2 separate regions of the Sus scrofa genome follow, and region 2 is linked to region 1. The links are chromatin contacts, called in public Hi-C maps. All regions are on one chromosome and are shown on one strand. The core of a region is the stretch at or near the end of the contact, and the rest is flanking DNA. Distances in the headings are between cores, read along the strand shown. Region 1 overlaps LCLAT1 (lysocardiolipin acyltransferase 1). Region 2 has its middle 97 kb from the start of LCLAT1.

Evidence for each region. Hi-C and Micro-C count contacts between places; a contact is called where the count stands out from the background.
Region 2: a Hi-C map of fetal heart ventricle shows a contact between it and region 1, with 1.7 times the contacts expected there. The contact joins two enhancer-like sites. A contact is called at or near these places in 2 of 47 Hi-C or Micro-C datasets (fetal heart ventricle and heart right ventricle).

Annotation. Positions count from the first base shown.
Region 1 is chr3:108,718,941-108,725,766 of Sscrofa11.1, reverse strand. The region is part of intron 4 of LCLAT1 (lysocardiolipin acyltransferase 1); the gene reads left to right. Among named protein-coding and RNA genes, the nearest start is that of LCLAT1, 91 kb to the left of the region's middle. Within about 2 kb of position 3,591, at least 3 of the 83 cell types and tissues checked have an H3K27ac peak or open chromatin away from gene starts, as enhancers often do.
Region 2 is chr3:108,906,664-108,913,708 of Sscrofa11.1, reverse strand. No RefSeq gene overlaps it. Among named protein-coding and RNA genes, the nearest start is that of LCLAT1, 97 kb to the right of the region's middle. Within about 2 kb of position 2,633, at least 22 of the 83 cell types and tissues checked have an H3K27ac peak or open chromatin away from gene starts, as enhancers often do.

The DNA.
Region 1 (6,826 bases), core at 2,342-4,841:
CCTTTCCCCTTTAGCTCTGAATCTCCACCTTTAAAGAAAGATCTGTAGCAATTTTAGTGGACATTCAGAATGAACCAGATGGTGCCAGGTAGAAATATGGATGAGCACAATCTTTTGTCATATGAGGTCCTCTTAATTATCTTTGTGCCAATTTAAATGCCAAGTTCACATTTTCACTCCTCAAAATCTTGAGGGGAGGTTAATCGGGAGATAACCAAGGAGTTCCTGCTGTGGCACAGTGGGTTAGGAACCCGACGAAAGCTTAGGTCACTGAGGAGATGTGGGTTCGATCCCCAACCCACTGCAGTGAATTAAAGGATCTAGCGTTGCCACAGCTGTGGCTCGAATTCACTCCCTGGCCTGGGAACCTCCATATGCTGCAGATGTGGCCATAAAAAAAAAAGGAAAAAAGATAACCAAGAGGCTGCTGCTGCCCTGGCAAAACCAAGGCTCTTCCTTCCACTCAGTGACCCAAACCTGTCGTCAGAGTGATTGCTCTACAGAAATGCAGGTGGCAGTGCTTTAAGGCCTGGTCCCTTGTATCCTGCACTTTCCTTTACACACGTGTGCTATTACCTTTACATCTTGCTGATTTTCCTCACAGCCATTTTCTCCTTTTGGGTCTCCTTTACTGGCTTCCTTTCCTTTTCTGATTTCCAGTGGAAAGACCATTTCCCAAAGTTTTGTCCTTTGCAGACAGCTCTCTTCTCAGTATAGTATCTCTCAGTGCTGTGACTGCCACCATCATCTGTTTGCTAATGATCCGCAAATGTATGCTTCTGATTGACCTGTCTCCCCAGGTCTGACCTACCTGGATCGCCAATAAGCAGAGACATTGTTTTTAGATATGTCTCTATCACCACATGTATAAAATTTCTAATACCAAACTTCTCACTTTCTCCTCAACTTCTCCATTTCTATTCATCAGTGCCACCATTTTTATATACTCGTCAAGCTAGAAATGTTCTGCAGGGTGGCCAACAAAGATTTAATGTAGAAAACCATTGTTCATCTGTTCCTTTTGATGAACGCCAAAAATTTGTCTTGTTCTAGACCAGCTGAATAGAATTAAGTAATTCTCAGCCCAAGCATACCCACGAGTCTCGTCAATGACCCAGTGAGATTAGAGTTTTTCCTCTGTCGTGTACCCTCAGCCTCCACCATGGCCACCATGCAGAGACTTCTGTTACTCCTCTTTAGGCAATTAGAGGATAGGGATTAATTTGATCAAGGCTTTCCAAGTCATTTGAAGTTTTTATTGAAATGAACATAATTCCCAGAGGGTCCTGAAATTACTCTGTTCTTTTGCTTCATAAAATAGAAAGTAGCTCAAGTCATCACCCCAGGACTTATAGACTTATAGCTGCTTGTTGGCTATAAATAGATCTGCTGCAGTGACTTTTTAAAATAGCAGTGGCGTTCCACTTTGTGTTTCTTGGATAAGTAACTCATGCAGCTCTTTTCTCAGCTGTGTGACTGAGGATCATATACAACTGAGCTTGTAATTCAGATCCAGTAAGAAACGTGAGCATCCAATTTTCTGGCCAGTCTGCTGCCATTATCACTGACGGCCCCAGATGACTGGGACATATGTCATGGGTTCTTTTTTCAGTATATTCACGGGGGTCTAGAGCTGATAATATGACTACTTTTAAGCCATTGTAGACACTAGTAGGATCAGGAATGATGTCTCCTCTGGGATGTCTCCCCAAGAGCAGGAACAGCTTAGTTCAGCTTTGAAACCAACGTTGACTTTGGAACTTAAGTCCAGGATACCCACCCCCACCCCGCAAGACACAGAGTTAAGCGAGCTCTAATAAGCTTCATCTATAGCAGCATATGGGACACATAGCTTAAGTTGATTGGGCTGATTTTTTTTTTTTTTTTGAGTGAAAGATACACTGAGATGTAAGTTTAGCCTTAATTTAAAATGAGCAAGCTAGTGTTTCTGTGTGAGTCTTATTGAATGTATTTTGCTATCAAGTTGCCTTTGCTAACTTCCTCAATGTGGGCAGTGTTTTTGTATATATACCTATGATTAAGAAAGGTGGAGGCCAAATCTAGAGAGAGACTTGAAGAGAGTCAAGTCAGAGAGACCCAAAGTCATACCGTAACTCAAGATGAGCCAGGTGTAACAGAGTATTCCTATTCCTTTAGAGAGAAAAGGCAGTGTTGCCCCAAGAGTCACTAATGGGTTTCCGTGAGAATAATGGATAGTAGCACCACCTCAGAGATAAAACTATAGACAGAGATGAATGAACCACAAGAGAATACTCATTTATATGGCCATCTTACTCACTTATAAACCTTTAGTTTTCCTTGTCAGGCTGGATATGAGATATTTTACTAAAAATGAGGTTTTTTATATTAGGTAGCAGATTTACTCCAGGCAATGTACAGTCACTGGAATAAAAGATAAGCTAGTTTGCTCTAGGAATGTGATAGACCATGTACTGTTTTTCACTTTATTACAGGTCAATGAAGGAACCATTTAAAAGTTCCCATGCAAGTCCCTAATTCTCTGGTGTAGAATTAGGTATTCATAACCATACCTAGAAGAGTAATGGAAAGCGTTTCCAGTTCAGAAATACATGCGAGAAAATATACCATAGCCTTTCCCATTGAACACGTTCTCAATTAGAACAGCGTGCTGCTTCTGCTGTGGGTAAATGTCGATTAATTGATGTTTGGTTGGTAATATGTTTCAGAAATGGAAAGAATTTTAGTTATATTTGCAGTGTAATAAAATTAAGATATTTAAGTTTATTTAAAAGGCTTTTGCTGCCAAACCTAACTTTTTGAGAGACTTTTAGGAAGATAATGTAAAGACCAATTATATTCTTCCAGATTTTAACTTTTAAAAATGGTGCTTATTAAGAATACCAAAATACATTTTGAGGACCTGTGCTACACTCCTTTTATGCAATGGAAAGAGCTAACTGAAGCTGGGAGGCAGGAAACCTGGCCTCTAAATTTAGTCCTTTTATTCAGCCAACACTAAGCCTCTTTGAAAAATTACTTAATCTCTCTGATCTTCAGTTTACCCAACTGAAAATGAGAAATCCTGAACTGTCTCCCTATATTAAATTCTTGATACTAACCCCAGGGCTTTAGAATCAGATTGACCTATGTTAAAACTGTCACATTGAAAAAAATAAGTAAATAAATAAAACTATCACATTGTCTCTTACTGGCTTTGTAACCTTGTACACATTTCCTTAACCTGGATCTCCATACCTACCTCATGAGGTTATTATGTGAGAAAGTACTGTTTGGCATTTAGTGTGTTTGTTTTTTCTTCTTCGTCTTCATAACACATCTTCATAACACAGAGGAATCATTTCTCTAACAGATATTTGTATGAATAGTGTGCCAAAGCAATGGAGAATACAGAGAAGGACATGTAGCCTGCCTAGAGGAGTATATGATGTAATCTAAGAAATATGATGTTGACAGAAACACTTCGTATAAACTAGAAGAATGGTTAATGCTGTAAGAGAAGTTAGAGCTGTGGAATTTAGAGAATGGAGACAATGTATACATTGTCATCAAATCCCAGAGTTCAGATGCCTGGGAGAGGGAGTTCCCCGGTGGTCTAAGTGGGTAGGGTTTGGCAGTTTCAGCACTGCAGCCCAGGTTCATTCCCTAGTCTCAGGACTGAGATCCCACATCAAGCCACTGCACCCCATGGCAAAAACAAAAGCTAAAAACAAACAAAAAGAACAGATGACTGGGAGAAAATAAAACAATAACCTGTGAATGTTGTGGGAACACAAACCACAGTGATGTGTGCATAGGAAGTGAATGTTGCCCATCCATGTTGCGTCAGTTTGTATTAAAATAAGGTACTGGATGCTGACGTGGTTCACTGAGAAGGGCACATTATCACTTCTGAAGTACTTATGCCAAAAGTATAACTAGGATTTAATCACAAGGAAACATCAGACAATCCAAATTGAGTGACCTTCCAGAAAATAACTGTCAACATTGGTTCCTAGATTGGATCCTGAACCAGAAAAAGGATTGGCACAGTTGGATAAAATTTGATCAATAGATTAGCTAATAGTAAAGCATCAGTGTTAATCTCCTGGTGTATTTAGTTGTACTGTCATTGTAAGACCTTAACATTTGGGGAAGCTGGGTGAAGCGGACTAGAAGTCATTTTGGTACTTTGAATAATTTCAGGTTTATAAAAATGTTGCAAAGTAAAAATTTTAAAAAGAAAATGAAGAGAATAGACCTGGATATAAATCCTTTGCAGGTGAAGATGGCTTCAGTAAAGGTCTGTTGTAGATTCATATGTGAAAATTAAAGGTCACACATGAGCTGTCACGGCAAAGCTGTTTCTAAATTGTAAAATATTTTGCCAGGTTTCAGTTGATCCACAACCCAAAACTAAAATGATGCACATAAAAACCAGAGATCTAGATAGTCTCACCATCAGAATTTGTGGTTTTCCAGTTTAAATTAGGTATTACTGTCCAAGACGCACCATCTCCTCTCCTCCCCATCCCACGATGTGTTAAAATTGTGATGTTCCATGATTGAGCTTTAAATCCTGCCTCAAAAATTTTGTTAGCTCTTCCCTTCTAAATGTGCTATTATTTGAAAAGGTAGGATAGCTAATTTAGGTTTAACAGTAGGGGGAGCAGCAATTATTTTTAAAGGGCCTGATTTGTGTTTTCTCATGTCTGTTAATTATTTAAGAGCACTTATTACTTAATGAATACCTGGGATCCAGAGGATTGAGTTAATCATACTCCTCAGTTTACAAGACATTGTCATTGGTTTGGGGCAAACCTTCTCTTATTATTTTTTATTTATTCCACTTTTCCCTGTACCCTAGTTCCATTTCTTCCTCCTTGCATAGGCATTCTGATATACTTGTATTTTTTTGCTTCTATGTGTTCCTGTAAAGTTTTTGTGATATTTTATAGTCCATTATTTTTAAGTTTACACAAATGGGCCTATTAGATATCTCATTGTTTCTTGCTTTTTCACTTTGCATTTTGCTTTTAAAATAATTCTTCTTTGTTAACCCAAGTTTTAGAAAAGGAGACTTGATTAAAATAAGATGGTGTTCGTGTGGGGTTTATTAGGACCGCAGTTCAGGAAACATGCATTCAGGACGCACTTGAATTGTGTTCTGCCAGACTACAAAATGGGGGAGGTTTATAAGGGTAAAAACTGCAGGGTTACAGCTAGTTACATGAGTTGTTTATCAAGAATTACAATTGGAGCTGGCAAGAAGCAAGGGTGCTTGTTAAGTAAGGGTTGGTTGGGATCCGAAGTGGTTGCATAGTTACAGGGAGAGACCTTGAGACCACAATGGTGCAGCTGGCAGGTGTAGGACTGAATATGGCTGGTGGTATTCTTGGGTCTGGTATAGTTCAAAGAAAGTTCCAGTTCTCAGACATATCTGAGACCAGATCCTCAATGGCTGCCCGATTCATTTTTGTATGCCTGAACTGTGATAACTCTATTGTAATTTTAACCTGTCATCATGTTGTTATGCATATATCTAATCCTTGGCCACTCACTACTGCCTTCTCCGTGGTATATCCCTTCCACAACTCAGTTATTGAGAGTCCCTAAGATAGATATCCAAGGTCGAAAAGGAGACTTTTCTACCATCTAACTCTCACCATCACAAAGGCACTGCAGTTAATATCTTACAGATGTTCTCCTTTTTTTTTTTTTTTTTTAGGGCCACACCCACAGCATATGGAGGTTCCCAGGCCAGGGGTCTAATTGGAGCTATAGCTGCCAGCCTACAAGAGCCACAGCAACGCCAGATCCGAGCCACGACTGTGACCTACATCACAGCTCACGGCAACGCGGGATCCTTAACCCACTGAGTGAGCCCAGGGGTCGAACCTGCAACCTCATGGTTCCTAGTCAGATTCCTTTCCTCTGTGCCACGACGGGAACTCCGATGTTCTCTTTTGTACCCATGTGAGAATTCCTTTAGGATATATGTCCAGCGGTAGAATTGCCGAGTCCCAGGATCAGGTAACCTTAATTAATTTGATTAACTCCAAAATGGCTACTCCCCTCTAGACTTGCTCGGGCAGTCATGAGGGTACCTGTATCCTCTCACTCCTGCCAACATTTGGCATTGTCCAGCTGTAGCTAGCACACATCTGCCATCATCTTTGTCACCATGATTTTCTGAGCACTTACCGCATTTTTCATCTGTACCTCTCATTTGTCTGTCTGTCTTAATTGAATTGCAATGACTGACTTAAAGGGTGTAGAATAGGCATCCAATTTCTAGAGACAGTTCTAAATAATTGAATATAGCCATATCTTTTGCAACAGGACTCCCCCCTGCCCCTGCCCCATCATTAGACTTTTTGTTACATCTTTCTCCCTATTTAAAAAAAGTTTTAATTTACCTATTTTTTCTCTTTTTATTCTTAGTAATTGCATTTTGCTTAGTTTTCTTTAATGAACCAAGTGAAAAACAGTTGCGGTAAATAAATCATGTGCAGGGAAAAGCAATATATTATAATTAGGATTCATTATCATTTAATTAGGCATTCCATTATTGAATTGGTGGCTCTGGCTTCTCCTGGTCTCTGACTAATTCTGAAACAAATTCTTCTTTGTGGACAAATATTTGCCTGTAATAATTGGAGAATTCATCTATGCTAAGGCTTTTCATTAAATCCCTTTCTGATTAAGATAGCTCCCCAAATACAGGCTGATTTAATTTAATATGATTTATCCACTTGTGTATCAAGGTCTGGTTGAAATTGTTTTTAACACCAGAGCATTAGGAACATTAAGATCATCTTTATATTCACAGTTTCTCAGGTATTTA
Region 2 (7,045 bases), core at 1,384-3,883, 190 kb before region 1:
CCTCTTTTAATTATTTGTCTATTTTTCTTAGTATCTCTGGTGTCAACAATATTGACTGCCATGTAGCATGTGTTCAATTAATCTTTATTGACTTGTATTAAATTTATAGTCTATACTTATACCATCCTACATTTTCATCCAGAATATTTTTTTAATTAAAAAAACAATAATTCTTGACGATCCCGTCATGGCTCAGTGGTAACCAACCTGAGGAGTATCCACGAGGACACAGTTTCAGTCTCTGGCCTCGCTCAGTAGGTTAAGGATCCGGCGTTGCCATGGGCTGTGGTGTAGGTCACAGACTGCTTGGATCTGGTGTTGCTGTGCCTGTGGCAGAGGCTGGCAGCTGTAGCTCCAATTCAACCCCTAGCCTGGGAACATTCACATGCTGTGAGTGTGGCCCTAAAAAAGCAAAAAACAAAAAAAAAACAAAAAACAAAAAATTAATTCGTACCCCTCTTTGCTGGGTGATTGAGTCACACCTGGGTGTCTTCTCTGTTGTCTCCAGAACACCTCGGTTCCTTCCTGCCTTCATTCCTCGCCATGTTCCTTTTGAAAAGTGCGAAGTTGAGGAGTTCCTGCTGTGGCTCAGGGAAACGAAACTGCCTAGTATCCATGAGGATGTAGGTTTGATCCTTGGCCTCGCTCAGTGGGTCAGGGATCTGGCATTACCATGAGCTGTGGTGTAGTCGCAGACATGCTTCAGATCTGGCATTGCTGTGGCTGTGCTGGAAGCTGGAAGCTGTAGATCTGATCTGACCCCCAACCTGGGAACATCCCTATGCCACAGGTGGGGCCCTAAGGGAAAAAAAAAAAAAAAAAAAAAAAAAAAGTGTGAGAAGTTGAAATAATGAATACGAGAGTCGAGAAGTTTCCAGACTTCTTGCACACATGCATGGTTTCATTTTAGTGCTTACAGCATCCCTGGCAGGCAGGCACTCTCTTTGAGTAAAAGAAGAGGAAGCTCAGAGAATTTAACTATTTGCCCAGCCTCACACAGCTTAGAACTGCGGCTTGACCTAGATCATCTGGTTCTAAATCCTGTCATCTTTTATTTTTTTTCTAATAGGTTTTGTAGATCTCTGTTTGGGGCCATAGTTACCTAGGCCATACAGCTTTCGAGCCAGTCAGTATGATGAGATGTTTGGAAAGAACATTCTGGCAGATCACCCATAATAAGATGGGAGAGACACAGCACCACTCCCCACCCAGAACTAATTCTGGCCACAGCACAGGCTGCCGGTACCAACCCATCACAAGGGGTGAGGGAAGCCAGACACCCAATCTGATACATGGCATGTGGGTCTGTGGGGAGGGCACTTGGGGAGCCCTCATCACAGAGTTTCAGATCTCAGACTGTGGAGGAAAGCTGCCGTGGTGGGCTTGAACTTGAGCACAGAACAGCTCTTTTTAAACACAGGTCTTGAGCTGACCGCAGGGGTCAGAGGCAGAATGGCAAATAGACGGGCTTATAAATAGCAGCTGCGGCTGGAAAGCAAAAGATTGGCCTGACCTGTGCATGGTACGGACAGGACCTCAGGCAAAGCCTTCGGTTTTGCTGGTTGCTCCCTCCCCCGTATGTGCACCCCTCCCCCACTGGGCACCCTCATCTCCTGCAGAGGGAGGCTGCACACTGTCACGGGGAGGGCTGTGTGCCTGGATAGATTTCTCCCTTCCAGTCTTAAGCGTTAAAACGTAAAACGGCAAGTTGGCCTGGGATTTGGGGACAAGGCTCCCTGAGTCCGTCCCGCAGGAGGCCGTGAGCTGATCCTTTATTTATGCTGGGTTGTCTGTCTTTGTTCAGTTCTGTCTGCTTCACCAGATTGGAAATGGTTTGCTGGAAAAAATTATGGTGCTGTCTAACATGATGTAACAAGATGTCATCTTCTAACTCCAACGCATAAAATGGATTTACAGGAAGGAGGAGGGAAAAAAAAACAAAGCCCCAGGGAGCACTTGACTCAGATAAAAACCACTGGGTTTTGTTTGTGAATGTCAGAAAACTGCCTGTTATTTTACTTAGAAGAACATGAGAACAGACTGGCGTTTCAGGGGAAAGCAAAAGATCTGCGCTCTCCAGCCCAGAGGAAAAGTTTGCTGAGAAAACTTAAACTAATATTCATTTCACATGGCACACATAGATAAACACACCACAAACCCCACGTACAAATCTCACAGACACACAAAACATGTGCCACAAAAACCACACACACACACACACACACACACACACACACGAACAAATGTCGCCCACGCCATCTAAACCTCACCGAGACACAACACACACTCGCCACCCACACACAAGGGCACACATCCTCCAGAAAACTCCAGTGATGTTGCAAAGGCAAACACACGTTATTTTTAATCAAGAATTATGTAATTCCTATACCACTGGGCCATGGGAGTGAGTGTATATTCTGGGTCTAAGATTTTCTAGTGAACATCTGCAAGGCCTATAGAGACCTCTTTTGTGAGGAAGCATAATGGAAAAGACAAAGTGGAAAAAGGGTCAAAGGTTTTGTGGGTTTTTAAAAAATATACGATGCTTCTAGAAAGGCACATTCCAACCCAATCTTAATATAGTGCAGGGAAGTAACATGAGTAGGAAAGGATGTGATGGCATTTGTGTTTCTAGAGAACACCCGTGCCTTATTTCTGCATTCAAAGCAAGTTCTGGGGTGGCCTCTGGGGACTGTCCATACTCTATACACACACGCACGCGCACACACTCGTTGACATAGAAGGACAGCGACTCATAGAGCAACCAGCAGTCCTTTTTTCAGTAAGCTGAGGACAGAGTGTTGGTAAAATGTCCTGTATCAAGAAATGAAGTTGAAACAATTGAATGAGCTTTATGTAGCATTTCCACCCGACTAGAAAAAACTAAATAGGATGAGCTCTGAAATAGGCATCATGTAATTTCATGATGACACATGAGAGTTAAATGCCCTTGTACTTCAAAGAGGCATTGCACAATATAAAGATGAATGGTAAAGTTCACGCAGATAATTTTTAAATGACTATTTTCTTGGAATGCCATTAAACAGTACATAAACAGTGCCATGACAAGTCAAGAGGGAGGGAGGCTGCAGGAAACAAAGGAAAAACTATTAGTGTGTATCTCTCACAGCACTTTTTCCTACTCTCTGAACAAGAGACCCCACAAATTATGCAGTCAGCCCCGATATTAAGTCTCCCTCACAAGCATGAAGAACACTGCGACATCACAGGTGGGATCATCTGAGGATAGTGAGAGGCACATATGGGTCCCAGTCCCCAAACTCATGGACTAGAAAGGCCTCCAGGTCTGATGCCCATGCCTTTAAGGAAGAATAAGCCAATCCCTGAGTTAGCCCACACAGATGTGAGGTCCTCTTCTTCTAATAGCCCCAGTCATGCAGGATGGCATCTGTACTAGGAGGTACAACGACCTACAAGCACTACCTAAGAAAGGTAAAAAGAGGGACTCCAGGCTCTGAGGCCCCTGTGTTCAACCCACCATGCTAAAAGGGAATCATCTGATGCAGATGAAAAAGCGATTAATTAGCTAACCAAAAGCTGTTTCCTCTCTGACGAGCCTGGGCAGATGTTCATTCTGGATTCAGCTTTTCCACGACAATCACTAAGGATGCCAAGACACCGAGTCAAGCTGGCAGCCTCCTAGGATCCTAGCCTCAGCGTTCTCTCTCCAGCTGTGGGCAAAGTAGAGTTGCCAATAATGCAATTTACCCTGGGCTTCTCCCCTCCCTGGGTCACAGTGGGCCAGGGCTTGAGGCTTCAAAAGTGTTAGTGCACACAACACAAGGTTGGCCGGCTGATTAAACGACACAAACTGATGAACAAGTGACCAAGATAAAACCTCAAAAGCAGGATCTGTGGGGCCCATGGATTCTTCATGCAACTGTGAGCACCCATGAGCTCAGGGCTCCTTTGTTTCAATCCAATTGAACATTTGGTGAGCACTTACTGTATACCTAGCCCAAACCTGTAGGGGAATTTATAACTTTTTTGGGGGGGGCTACGAAAAGTAAGATGATATGGAGAAGTAGAAAATTATGAGCAGTAGTGAGTCTAATGGATAAGGTACATGCTCTTGATATGATTGTCAGATCTGCCACTCCCCAGATGCTTAGTCTTGAGCAAGCTAAACCTCAATTTCCTCATCTGTGCAATGGGGATGATAACAGAGCTCTCTTCATAGACTTGAGATAAAGCTTACATGATATATCAAATTTGAAGCTCTTAGCCCAGCTGAATCATAAGCGATCCATATCTGTTTGGATGGTGTTGATGGTGGGGAAGATGATGATGACAAAAGGAGGAGGAGGTTCGTGATTCTATGTGAAACGTGGAAGCAGTATCTGTTTGCAAATATATTTTTTCTCAATCCTATATCCTTGTCTTCTGTGGTCATCCAGGAAATATTTATTGGTGATGGAGATGCTGAACTGATGACCCTGGAATGGGACACCCATGAGTCGACTGAGAGCTGAATCTGGAAGGCAGGCTTAGAAATATGGGGTCTAGGCTTGATGAAGGAAAGCCACATCCAGCATCTAGCCAGGGGTCCAGACCTAAATGAAGAGGACATGAAGATCAGAATCTGGAAAACACTAAGTCAGATGAAGACAGGGTTCAAGACTGTGTGAAATCTCACAGGTTCAATTTCCAGGAACTCAAAAGGCCACTTTTTAAATTATGCACCGAGGATGGCTGCTCAGTAATTCCTCAGTGCCCTTGCGTGGGAACTGCCAAGCTTTGGGATCTCAGAAGCTGAGGTCCTCTGTGGCATTTGGGAAAGCTGTCATTGAGTCCTCTGAGTCCTCCCTGGCTTATGGGCCCCCACCTGTGTTCGCAGACATAGTGATAAAGAACAATAGGGTTCTTTTCAGGAGAAGAATCAAGACCCCAGAATGCTTCCAATTTTCCAATGTCTTACAAAATTTTCTGATCCCCTGTTCAAACGACTCATTCTAACCTCTTGTCTTTCTTCATTCTGCTTCGTGTAACTGGATTTCCTATTTGGTTCACAGATCCTCCCCCCCCCCCCCGTTATTCCATCACCTTGGTCTCTGTTCCTTTGCCGTGCACCACATCTGCCTTTGCCAACTGTAGTAACTATACAAAAGAAATCTTTTTTAATTTGATTGTTTTGTCCTTTATTACTGCTTTGCCTTTCTTATTACTATGAAACTTGGATATAAGACATTGGTTGCCCGCATCCAAAAGTAACAAACAATTGCTCTGCCCAGCCTCTTTCCGGCAGTTCATCACCAACAGTCTCTTCCTACCTTGAAACATTTGGTTTTATTGCTCCCCTTTATTTCCTGCCCTTAGGCCAGTTGACATTCAGCTGGTGCCAATTTTCCTCTTGCCCCTCAGACCCAACCTTTGAAGCCACTGTCATCTCAGGCTCTGATATGTAAGTCACAAGGTTATTGCATTTCTGAGCTCCTGTCTTTCTGGCAAGGACCCTCCAGGAGCTACACTGTTTTGCTTGCAATTTCCCTATGTCCCCACCAGCCTTTATCTTGATAGCCGAGCCCAGGCAATAACCACTCTGCCTTCTTTATCTAGATCCAGAGCTGTCTATTTTACGCAGAGAACACTCCTGCACTGCACATGTTATCTGAGTCCTTCATCTCTTTATCACTTGTAGAAATGCTTTTGTTTATGTTCAGTGCTGTGTCTCTTGTCAGATTCTCTCTGATAGGATTGGAGGGGGGGAGTTGTTTTTGTCTGCTTCAAAATCTGATGAAACAGGAGAGAACTGTTTGGTTATTTACATATTAGTGCAGATAATGGAGAAATTCCTAGGTTATTTTCATTCACTCTCCTCTCTGGTTGCATTTTCAGAAGCAGTGCTTGATGCTTTTGTTTTCCACACCTGAAATCAGCAAGAGTTCCACCCTGCCTTTTTCTATGTACTCCTTTCCCTCTGATGCCATCACTTGGGTTCTTGGGAGAGATTAGTACCAGATAGTATCTGTGAAGTAATTGTATCACATCAGAACTCAGTGTTCCAATTCTGTCTTCTTGCTCTGCTGAAGGTGTTCCGACAGATTAGAACTTTCCACCTCTCTAAATCAAATTGAAGTAATGGTAAATTTTAGCAGCCCCCAAACATGCTCCTCTCCTTCAGTCAATAGTTGAAGTACAATTTATTTATAATGTTGTGTTAATTTTGGCTGTACAGAAAAATGATTCAGTTGTGTGTTGTGTGTTTACACTTACTTTTTTTTTTTGTATGACGATTTTTATTTTTTTCCATTATAGCTGGTTTACAGTGTTTTGCCGATTTTCTACTGTACAGCATGGTGACCCAGTTACACATACATGTATACATTCTTTTTCTCACCTTATCATGCTCCATCATAGGTGACCAGACATAGTTCCCAGTGCTATGCAGCAAGATCTCATTGCTAATCCATTCCAAAGGCAATAGTCTGCATCTATTAACCCCAAGCACCCCACCCATCCCACTCCCTCCCCCTCCCCCTTGGCAACCATACTTCTATTCTCCTAGTCCATGATTTTCTTTTCTGTGGTTCATTTGTGCCATATATTAGATTCCAGATATAAGTGATATCATATGGTATCTGTCTTTCTCTTTCTGACTTACTTCACTCAGTATGAGAGTCTCTAGTTCCATCCATGTTGCTGCAAATGGCATCATTTCATTATTTTTATGGCTGAGGAGTATTCCATTGTGTATATATACCACATCTTACTAATCCGATCATCTGTCGATGGACATTTGGGTTGTTTCCATGTCTTGGCTATTGTGAATGGTGCTGCAATGAACATACAGGTGCACGTGTCTTTTTCAAGGAAAGTTTTGTCTGGATATATGCCCAAGAGTGGGATTGCTGGGTCATATGGTAGATCAATGTATAGATTTCTAAGGTACCTCCATACTGTTCTCCACAGTTGTTGTACCAGCTTACATTCCCACCAACAGTGCAGGAGGGTTCCCTTTTCTCCACAACCCCTCCAGCATTTGTTATTTGTGAACTTATTGATGATGGCCATTCTGACTGGTTTG